Linked DNA regions of Zea mays: region 2 is linked to region 1. The links are chromatin contacts, called in public Hi-C maps. All regions are on one chromosome and are shown on one strand. The core of a region is the stretch at or near the end of the contact, and the rest is flanking DNA. Distances in the headings are between cores, read along the strand shown. Region 1 holds the start of LOC103627587 (probable WRKY transcription factor 14). Region 2 has its middle 15 kb from the start of LOC100383742.

Region 1 (5,451 bases), core at 232-2,731:
TGTTTTTCAACCGAGTAGATGCTAGTTGTTTTTATTTTTACTCAGAAGATTTTCACCAACAGCTAGCTGCCATTTCTTGTGTATCTAGATTCTAGAACATTTGATCTTGCTATTTTTAATTTGTTAGAACAAAAAAATATTGGCTGTCTATGTCTTACTCTCTTTTCTTCATCATACTATATAATATCTTTCTTGGAAGATGCAGAATGGCGAAAAGAGCAGGTGGGGAGCAGAAAAAAAAAAGCGATTAGCAGTGCCTTCCCTGAATTGCAAATCTCGAGCTATGACTCTAGCGCAAGAAAATCCATGCAAAATTCAAACACGCCACGGAGAAGAAATTAAGGAAGAGCTTATTGCTTCATGAACGACAACGATAGATCAAGAACTTGTTAAATCTGGCAGCGACGATCGCGGTGCCGCACCTGCGCTTGATCCCGCCACCGTGCGCGTGCGGCGACGGCATCTGCATCCCGGCGACAGCGTCGAACGCACAGCAGGGCGGCCCAACGGCCAGCCCGGGCATCATCGTCGGCGCGCCGATCTTCACGGTGTCGCCGCCCATCGTCACCGGGTACGGCCGTATCTCTCTCGGCGACAGCGCGGGCATCTGCGCGCCCGCCAGTACGCCTCCGCCTCTTCGAGCGCCGCCACCGGCAGCAGCAGCAGCAGGCGCCTCGAAGTCGAAGAAGTCGTCGGCAGGGCAAAGGCCCACGCCGGAGGAGGAGGAGGTGCGAAAGTCGCTGGCAAATGGGTCCGGGAGGCCGGCGAACGCGTCCGCGAAGCCGTCGCAGTCCGACGACGAGGGCTGGGGTGGCGGGAAGAGGCATGCTCCAGCTGCTGGCTCGGCCGGGAGCTGCCACCCCGTGTCCGCGGAGGGGAGCTCCGCGACAGCTGCCTGATGCATCGCGCCGCCGGCTCGGACGACGTCCGTGAGGTCTCCGGCCTGGTGGTGGTGGTGGTGGTCGCCCTGATCCATCCTTTGCAGGAAGTAGTCACACATGGCTAGCTAGGTAGGTAGTTAGCTCCCTCTAGCTAGCTGATAGTCTATCTCGGCCGGCCTCTTCGAGTCTTTCTAACAGAAGAGTAATAAGCTGTTCTTTCGGTCTTGGCAATTCGCAAGAACCGAATGAAGCAGACTAATTTAGGGTCGTTATATAGCTAGAAGAAAGCCGAATAAGGTTGAGAGAAGTTGCTACGAGCTTGCAAGGGTTTCTGAAGCTCGGCTGAATTCGCTCGATCCAGGCTTGTTTGTTTGTTTGTTTGTGAGTGAGAGAGAGAGAGAGAGGGGGGGCGAGGGGAGGCGGATGATATGAGCGGTGGGCTAGCTGTGCAATCAAACTGTCTTTTCTTTACTAGGACACGAGAGAAAGAGGACAGAAGAGAGGAGAGAGAGAAGGGCGGGGTAGAGCAGGAGGAGAGGGAGGGAGGGACAGGTTTGGCAGGCACAGTAAGGGCTGGCTCAGCTCGGAGCGGACAAAACAGTGGCAGATGGGAGGAGGAGGAGGAGGAGAGAGGGAACTGGGAGTGCTAGTGCTCTTTTTCCTGATGCGAAAGTATATGCATGGTCGCTGACTTCATATTCCGGACTGCTAGTGTTCTCGATGCGCGGAACGGGACGGGAGGGACATCACGGATCGGAGCCGCGGTAAAGCTAGCAGCGCAGATATACGTACGTACGTAATGGCTTTGCCGCACGCGCGCGGTAAAAAAAATTGGGAGGGGGACGGATCAGTGAGGAGGCCGGTCGTGGTCGTGGACGCTTGCCATTGTCGTGCCGGCCGCTGGCACCATGGCAGAGCGAGAGCGGCCTGCTAGCTGCTGCCGGCTGCCGCGGCAGCAAGCAAGTCCAAGAGCGCAAGCCATATGGTATGGCGACGCGTTTACATGTGTTCACGTATAGTAGTACGTACTACCTGCTGCTAGCAGTCCGTGTGGCTGTCGGTACCAGGATTTTATTTATCGGCAGCAGTCCACAGTACTCTACGACGCATGCATGAGCTCGATGCATGTTTCTTGATGAATATGGCCTGGTGAAACTGAAAGCCGCTGCATCCTGTCCGTGTTCAGACACTTGCGGCACGCCATATGTTTGAACTTCGAAGGCGGGTGGCGCATGCATGCAAATGATAATGTGCTTAACTACCAGAGTAATTAGCATATATTGATAAAACAACTAAGCTCGCTCGATACTATTCAATGCGGATCGGAGCCTGCCCTGTGCACCTGCCCTGCCCAGCGTGCCTTCGTCTTCCTCACGTCAGACACCTGCACCGCTCGGGTGTGGGTTCATAAAAAATACCACCACCGAACTGCATATCGAAGCTACTAATAATAAGGCGATGCGCTAGCATGCATGCCCTCTCATAAAAAGTGCAGCTTGTTCGAGCAGCGCTCAACGCTGGGCCTAGGCACGCAGTCCCATGATCCACTCATCCACACCTCTCCTGGCATGCGATCTTCCGATTTCTACATGGAAGTACAGTAGTACACATACATGGTATGAACGGTTGTCCGTCTCTCACAATAGGAACATGACGAATCTATGTCAGTCTAAAACTACTGTAATAATAAGGTTTTAACCGTCATAAGTAGTTTACGTCGGTTTTCAGTCTGTCACTACTAAAACGTCGTAGTTAGGCTTATTTACGCCGGCTAGCCGCTGTAAATAAGTAATCTATGTCGACCGTAGGTCGGTAAAAAAAACTAATTTACGATCTCCACATTTAAACAATCGTAAATAAGTCGGCTATTGAAACCATCATAAATAAGTCTGGCTTATTTATAATAGTTTTGGTATCCGACGTAAATAAGCCAAATTTATTCACGACGGTTTTAGGACTATCTCTCATCCCACATTCTATTTCAAACTTTACTGTATAAATAGTGTAATCTACAGTGTAAAAACAATGTAAAACAATGTTTTACACGGCTATATGCACGATCTGCTGGCCACACAACCTAGGGCCTTATGTTTGGCTGAAGCGAGCGGTGAACAGAAGACTTCACGAAATTTGGTCGATGTACCGACAAGCGACTCACTACCAGAATCCGGCTTTTTGCCGAGTGCAATCTATCGAGCACTCGGCAAAACATGCTTCCCAAGTGCCACTCTCGACGAACTAAGACTCTCGGCACAAACCTAGTTTGTCGAGGGCAAAACACTCGCAGCAAAGGAAGCTTTGCATAGTGTTACGCTCTCGATGAAACGCAACGCTCGGCAAAGAGCTGTCAGCAGTCGTCTATAGTTGACAACCATTAACTTTGCCGAGTGTCGGGCGTTGACACTCGGCAAAATATCTTCTTTTCTAAGTGTCACCTTGCAAACACTCGGCAAACCTATATTTTGTCGAGTGTCTCCCAAAACACTCGGCAAAGGGACTGGCAAAGGGGTCCACTGGAGTCTTCTTTGTCGAGTGTCAGGCGTTGACACTCGACAAAATATCTTCTTTTGAGTGTCACCTTGCAAACACTCGGCAAACCTATATTTTACCGAGTGTCTCCCAAAACACTCGGCAAAGGGGACTGGCAAAGGGGTCCACTGGAGCCTTATTTGCCGAGTGCCAGGCCAGCAGACACTCGACAAGGAGAGAGCTTTGTCGAGTGCCTGTCAGAGCACTCGACAAAGGGACTACCAAAGGGATTCATTGGAGCCTTCTTTGCCGAGCATTAGTCCAGCAGGCATTCGGCAAAAAAGAGCCTTTGTCGAGTGTCAATGAGGACACTCGGCAAAGGCTCCATCACCATTACTTGGCACCGCGACGGCGATTTTTCTTTGTCGAGTGTCACGTACACTCGGTAAAGTCTTTGTCGAGTGTTCGCAAAAAGTACTCGACAAAAAAGGTGTTGCCGATGTACAGTTCACCGAGACCTCTTTATCGAGAGTCACACTTAGCAAAGCAGTTGTGCCCAGTAGTGACTACTGCTACATTAGCTAAAGTTAGGAGGTAAACTTTAGGTTACAACAGCTTAATTGTGAACTAATAATGGTATTTTATGAGGTTGTGTTGGTTAAACTTTAAACAACACACTCTAGACCACCGATTTGATGGAGCTCTAAGATGGTCTAAGGTCTAGTGACTTAATAAATATCATCAGGTTTGTAATTGAATAACTTTTATAGTTTAGATACAGACATATTGATAATATTCTATAAATCTAGTTAGGATTAAATTGTTTGACTTTGATCATTTTTAGTTGTATTTTTTAACGGAAATAGTACATAGTACTATCAAACTTTTCGGAATATCTTGTTGCCCGTATTGTATTCGGTTGCTCTCTCCGTGAAAAGATTCTGATTCCTGAGTACACCGGTACACGGCCACACGGCGCGTGGTCTCACAGATCGATCAATTCATTGCGCACTTGACTTGCTGTAGCCGTCGGTACTAAAAATGTGCGTGATGTCTCTCGTTCCCTGCTGCGGGCCGGGGCGGATCAAAGCAACATGCTGTTTCGAGCTGGAAGTTTATCTATCACGCAGACAGGAGTAAACATTGCTCCAATAATTATATTTACGTGAAGGTCATTAATGCAGAACAGTAAGTTAATCACTATATATACTGACTGACTGCTGCTGGGGCAGAGTGGCTAATTAATTTGATGCGTATATAGTGTTACCATAAAATAATCAAGACAAGACAAACTCAATAAGGATGGCCACATGACGCGACGTCCAGCTGAATAGTTTTAAGCGTCGTGTTCGAAGACCGTTAAAGAAATACATCACACCACTTGCATGCATGGGTGCATGGTCAGGCCTGCAGAATCCCGGCATCTTTTAACCATCTCACGATAGATTGTGACTTCTGAATATTTTTTGTCCAGCCGCATGCCGTGCGCCATCCAATGCCAACATTGAATGTGTATAATATTACTTATTGCAATAGTAAATGATACATATATGAAAATCGTTTTGATGAAAATAAAAACTATACAAAATTTAACAAATTCAAAAATGAAAATATATCAATCAGTGACCCATTCTTAAGGCACTAGTGACTTCATTTACGAGAGTCGGTATGTGTGCAACCCAAAGTTGCGTACCACGGTCATTATAGGCAAATGTTCGCAATATTATCCCTCGGGCATCCACTAGAATGAAAACAATATGCATCAGCACTAGCAAGAAGATGACAACACTGCAGCACCAAGGATCAACGAGCACGGAGTGGTCACAGCGAAGCTCCCAAAAATCTAATTGCCATCACACCCGATCAGGTGTGCAGGCGTCGGTCCCGGAGACCTACTCTTTCATCATCTCCCTATGCGTAGAGGATCAGGACAGTGAAACTTCATCCCGGCTCAACCAAGAGAGGTGGGAGGCGATTGTGTTTTTTGTTTGCGTTAGAGGCTCCTATTGAAGTAATGGCTAGAGTTCCAAGAGTGTAACATCCCAAAATCCCAACCCAGGTTTGAAACCCTAACCCCCCTAATCCCCCCTTCATTTTATTC
Region 2 (4,977 bases), core at 1,854-4,353, 62 kb before region 1:
CACCTACAAATTGTATGCCTCTGCATATGAACGGTGGCGAGTGACATGACAGAAACATCACCAGCGGTACCGATTCGGAGCGGCAGCCCCAGCGTGGGCGGCGGTTTTGACTACAACGACGGGGATAAGACAGGCGGATAGGGTGTTGCGGCGGGCGCGGAGAAGGAGCGGCGCGCGGTGAGGCCGCTGGCCGCCTTGCATTGCCCGCCGTTGCAAGGAGCGAGAGCTTATTATATATTTTTGATGGTTGGGTATAGAACATTGTTTCGTTGGCATGAAACTTAGATAATAATATAAGCAGTCATAGAAACCATTTGACCCGCAAGGCTGCAACGAGTCACAGAAAATATGTGTTATTCAAAGTTTCAAAGAAAACGTGGAACTTTAAATTCTTATTTGTGTGAGGGAGAGCTTGATTATGTTGATGTAACTTAGGAATGGGGGGGCTAGCCCGTTACCTGATACAGTGATACGTCGTAATTTGGAACTTTGCAGGTTGGTGAGCTGTTTACACGGCGTCTGTTCTTCATCAGATACAAGAGAGAAAGAGACTACAAAACCACACACACACGTGGTCAAGGCAGTGACTGATCTCGCCTGTACACGCCAAACCATTGACAAATCATCGCTCTACTTGGTCGTCATGCTTGGCCCTATATATGTATTTCCACAGGAAACGACAGTCCCATATCCATATATGTGCATCGATCGGCATTCGATCGGCAACGAATAATCACACGTGCTACGGAAGAGGTCGTATGAGTAATGAACACGATGAAGAGATTAGCGGTTTGGTTTACCAACACACGATTACTGGTCTTCCTGTAACTGGTAGGTAGGTATGCAGGTCCTGTGCTGTGAAGTTGTTGAGAATGAAGACTGACGCAGTGGTCTATCGTGGAAAGGTAATTAAACAGCAGCGCACATTTTGTTGGATCTGCAATTCTGCATCACGTGCGTTTCCACCCATTTTCTGCTGATTATTACTGGTCTTCCCACAATTAAGATGGTGTGTATATATGCAGCAGCTCTTGCGAAGTTGTTGAGCAGATTGACGCGGTGATCGTCAAACTGAAACGGAAACGGAAACAGCCGTTCGGCCGCATGCATCACGTGCGTTTCCATTGCCATTTCTCCGTTGCTATCCCAGTGCAGCTAGTCTGCCTGTCTTGTCCACCTGGTCATCTAGAGCGCCCTGTGCCCAGTTGTTGAGGAAGACTGACTGACTGCGCAGCAGTGGACGCGAAGGCGATCGACAACGCCTTCTCTAATCTCTAGTCTGGGTCATGCACTGGCCGGCCTATCAGCTGCATCTCTATCGTGCTGTCAAGACTCAACTACTCAAGTGTCGATGCAGTCGTCTCAAGTTTACTTGCGATTGTGACCTGCGTATGAACAGGGATGAATGAATCATCCGGTCCGAAGCGAGAAACCTTTCTGAATCTCGTGTGTGTGTGCAACAATTAATACATCGGACATCTGGACCAAAGTTCCTTACGGAAATGGTTAGACAGCCAAGAGGGTCTTACAATTTCTGGAAACTACCTTCTTCTCCGTGAAAAGGTAGGTGAGTAGCAAAACCAAGGAGCAGCAGAAGTGAAGAGCAGCAACTTCTGCTTTGACTGCTTACATGGAAACGTTGTTGGCTTGTTGCTCAGGCAGTGTGCATCGCATAACCTGGAGGTCCGGCCGGAACACTGATGTGAAGAAACAATCATCATGTCATGTCCAACTATCGGCTTCTTCCAGCAAGGAAGATGCGGCACCACATTTCGTGGACAAAAACTAGACCAACAACAGCGTAGCTGTCTCTGTTGCGTTTTCGAGTGAGCCCTTGCATCCCGTCGTGCAGCTAGGCCTGCTAATGGCAAAAAATACAACCCACTCCCACCCATACCTAAATCTAGTAACTTTGATATCCATCCCCCACCCACCCAAAAATATTAGAAGGAAGTTAAACCCAACCCATCCAATAACAATTTTATAGGTGGTTTCAGTGATATAAAAAACCATAATTGTAATTGGGTGGAAACCCATGAAAAATCTGTGGGTTTAGCTTATTGCCTCACATAGTAACAATTTTATAGGTGGTTTCAGTAACATAGTTTCGTGATTGAAAGAAAAAAATGTTTGAATAGAACAGAGTAAAAATCAATGACATGGGATCACCAGTGGCCAACTCAAATTGGTTTGAATCATTTTTGACAAATTGATTTGAATTATTTTGGTTGAAAATGGGGGCTAGCTGCTACTAGTATAGATCTCATTTATACAGTACTACTAGCATCTTTCATACTGATTTACTGTCATGTCAAAATTAAACCAGCCAGCCTCACAGCTCATATCACTTTTTTTAAAAGAAAACTTTTCTCTCACGAGGATTCTCTCACAGCCTCACTGATTCTCTCATGCAAATGATTCTTTTTTTTTCTCTCACGAAGACGCCACGGCAGGTGCATGCCAGGGTGGAAGCGTCGAGTCGTTGATAGTCAGATGTGCTCCACGGCTTTGGGGCCTAGGCTCTCGCTGATAGTCAGATGGCAAGATGGGTGACAACCCATGGAATCGAATATATGTGGAAACCCATCTACGACGCGCGGGCATAGGCCGTTTCCATCCACACTATAAAATAAACCCACCCAACCTAATTCACAGTCAATTAAAATTCATTATCACTCATCCAAACTAAACCCATATCTAAATCCACCCAAAATAACCATTTACACACGCCCCATTTGCAGGCCTACGTGCAGGGCCCAATTAAGCCTAATCCTGCGTGCTTCGGCCAACAAAACCAGGCTCCAGGCTGCTCCCTCGATCAGGCGCCCACCGGAAAACGGAAACGAACAAAATTTCCACGAGAGGGGGGCGCTTCCGGCTTCCTCGCTGGCCTCGCCGGTCGCCGCCCTCGCCCAGGCCCAGCTCCAGCAGTGGCGCGCGCTGTCGGCCGTCGTCCTCTTTTCGGCAGTAGACCTATTGGGCGGATTTGCCAATTCGGCACAATGCGCAATCATTATTCCGTCGCTCTGCAGTGACGGACTGACGGGTGGGCTAGCCCTCGGCATCATTCAACTGTTTGCACGTACGCACCAATCAGGGCCTTTGTTCCAACGGCCAACAGTGGCCGGACACGCTCGATCGCTGCGGCAACTACGGACCTGTACTTGCGTGGTGTCCTGGCCTGCTAGATCCATGATTCTGCCTCGGCATCGAGGGTGCGTCGGCAGCTACCAGCCGTGCTCCGTCGCAATATCCTCCTTAAATCTTAAATTTAATAAGTTAACTTAAAATAGTTCTTTAAACAGACTTGCTAAATTTAGTTAATTGTTATCCAACCTCATTTACTCTCTATATTTAACAACTTGATAGACACATAGTAAACAATCACGTGCTCATTTCACCCTTTCCCGCGCAGCGAGGAAGTCGCTGGCGCACCTTTTTTTTCACTTTCCGCGCAACTAGACAGCCGCGAGACAAGATTCTCCTTTGCCGTCTGACCACAATTGTCCCATAGGTTGCGTCGCCGGATCATCGCTCTCCGACAGGTCATGTCGACCAACAGCCTTCTTCTCCGCCCTCGACATCCTATTCTCTCGACCCGTCATCCGACGAGAGCAGACCCGTCAAAACTAGATTCAAAATCGAAATACTCACTGAATATTAGAAACTATTGAAAACGAAGTTATTTTATATTCCTAATAGATATTTAGCAACTTGCTAAACATTATTTTCTCACCTAGTGGAGATTATACCACTTTAGTGGTTGTCCATATCGCTTTGTCCCAGACATTACATGCGTTGATTTTGTCTAAGTATATATTTAGTTGTATGCACATAGAAGACGCGGGCTGCATGAGGCGGATGCAAAACGAGTCATTTGGAATCCAATTGACTGTTGTATCCGCTCATACCGCGGCCAAAACGCCCGTCTAGCCTCGGGCGAGCGTGCCTGCACGCCACAACAAACCAATCAGCCGGATACTGTTTTTAGGTTGAATAGTGTACGACATATTGTATACTACTATCTAGCTAACCACGTACTCTTTCCGTTTCATTTTAGTTATCGCTGGATAGTGCAAAATTAAACTATATAGCGACAACTAAAAAGAAACGGAGGAGTACCAAATTAACGGGCCAGATTCCATGAACTGTCCATCGTCGGTTGCTGAATTATGAGTACGTACGTACGTACATCTTTGAGCAGTTCAACGTGCTGATACATTTTGGTCTCTGGCGTGGATACGAATATACAGTACTATCTTAAAGTATTCTACATATGTATACGTACTCATAATGCTCGACCACGACACGCCGTCTACCATATTCATACATGGATGACTACGAGCATCGGTGAACCCAAACGCGAAGTCGATCGAAGAAGAGGAAAGTTAGATAAAGAGAGCAGCAGACATGCATATGCAGGACTAGAGATGGCAATGGGGACCCGATCCCCGATTCCCCGCGGGGAATTCCTCTATTAGGGGATGGGGATGGGGAAGTTTCTTTCCCCACGGGGATGTAAATGGGAAAAAGTTCTCCCCCGACGGGTAAACGGGGACCCCGTTCCCCGCGGGGACCCGTTAAACTTACATGTGACAATGTTTTCATGTAATAGTTAATGATAAAAGTAAAGAATTACCTTGTCAAAAGATCACCCGTTGTACAAATACATTGATTTTAATGTGCACATAATGAATTTTACATTTAACAATGTGTATAAGTGACAATATTTTACATTAATAACAAATGAAGTACGATTTAATTATAATTTAAGCGGGGATGGGGATCCCCGACGGGGATTTATCCCCGCGGGGAACGGGGATGGGGAAGAAATGTCCCCCGCAAGCGTTCGTGGGGATCCCCGCGGGGAAATTTTTTTGTCGCGGGGACGGGTTTGGGGAGCTAAAACCCGACGGGGAATTCCCCGTTGCCATCCCTATGCAGGACGAAAGGAAAAGATTCTAGAAAAGCGTACTA

The links. A called contact is a pair of places that touch in the nucleus more often than the background predicts.
Region 2: a contact with region 1 is called in a Hi-C map of ear, with 3 times the contacts expected there. The contact joins the enhancer-like site here to the promoter of LOC103627587 in region 1. A contact is called at or near these places in 9 of 25 Hi-C or Micro-C datasets (bundle sheath, ear, endosperm and 3 more) and 1 of 3 datasets of contacts at active chromatin or transcription factors (shoot).

The regions. Positions count from the first base shown.
Region 1 is chr5:207,579,653-207,585,103 of Zm-B73-REFERENCE-NAM-5.0, reverse strand. It overlaps LOC103627587 (probable WRKY transcription factor 14), which reads right to left and starts at 1,481. Exons shown (of 4, transcript XR_002262521.3): 1 at 423-1,481.
Region 2 is chr5:207,643,562-207,648,538 of Zm-B73-REFERENCE-NAM-5.0, reverse strand. No RefSeq gene overlaps it. Among protein-coding and RNA genes, the nearest start is that of LOC100383742, 15 kb to the left of the region's middle. Within about 2 kb of position 3,103, at least 12 of the 20 cell types and tissues checked have an H3K27ac peak or open chromatin away from gene starts, as enhancers often do. A contact at or near this core is called in ear, seedling, shoot and 1 more, where this site is marked.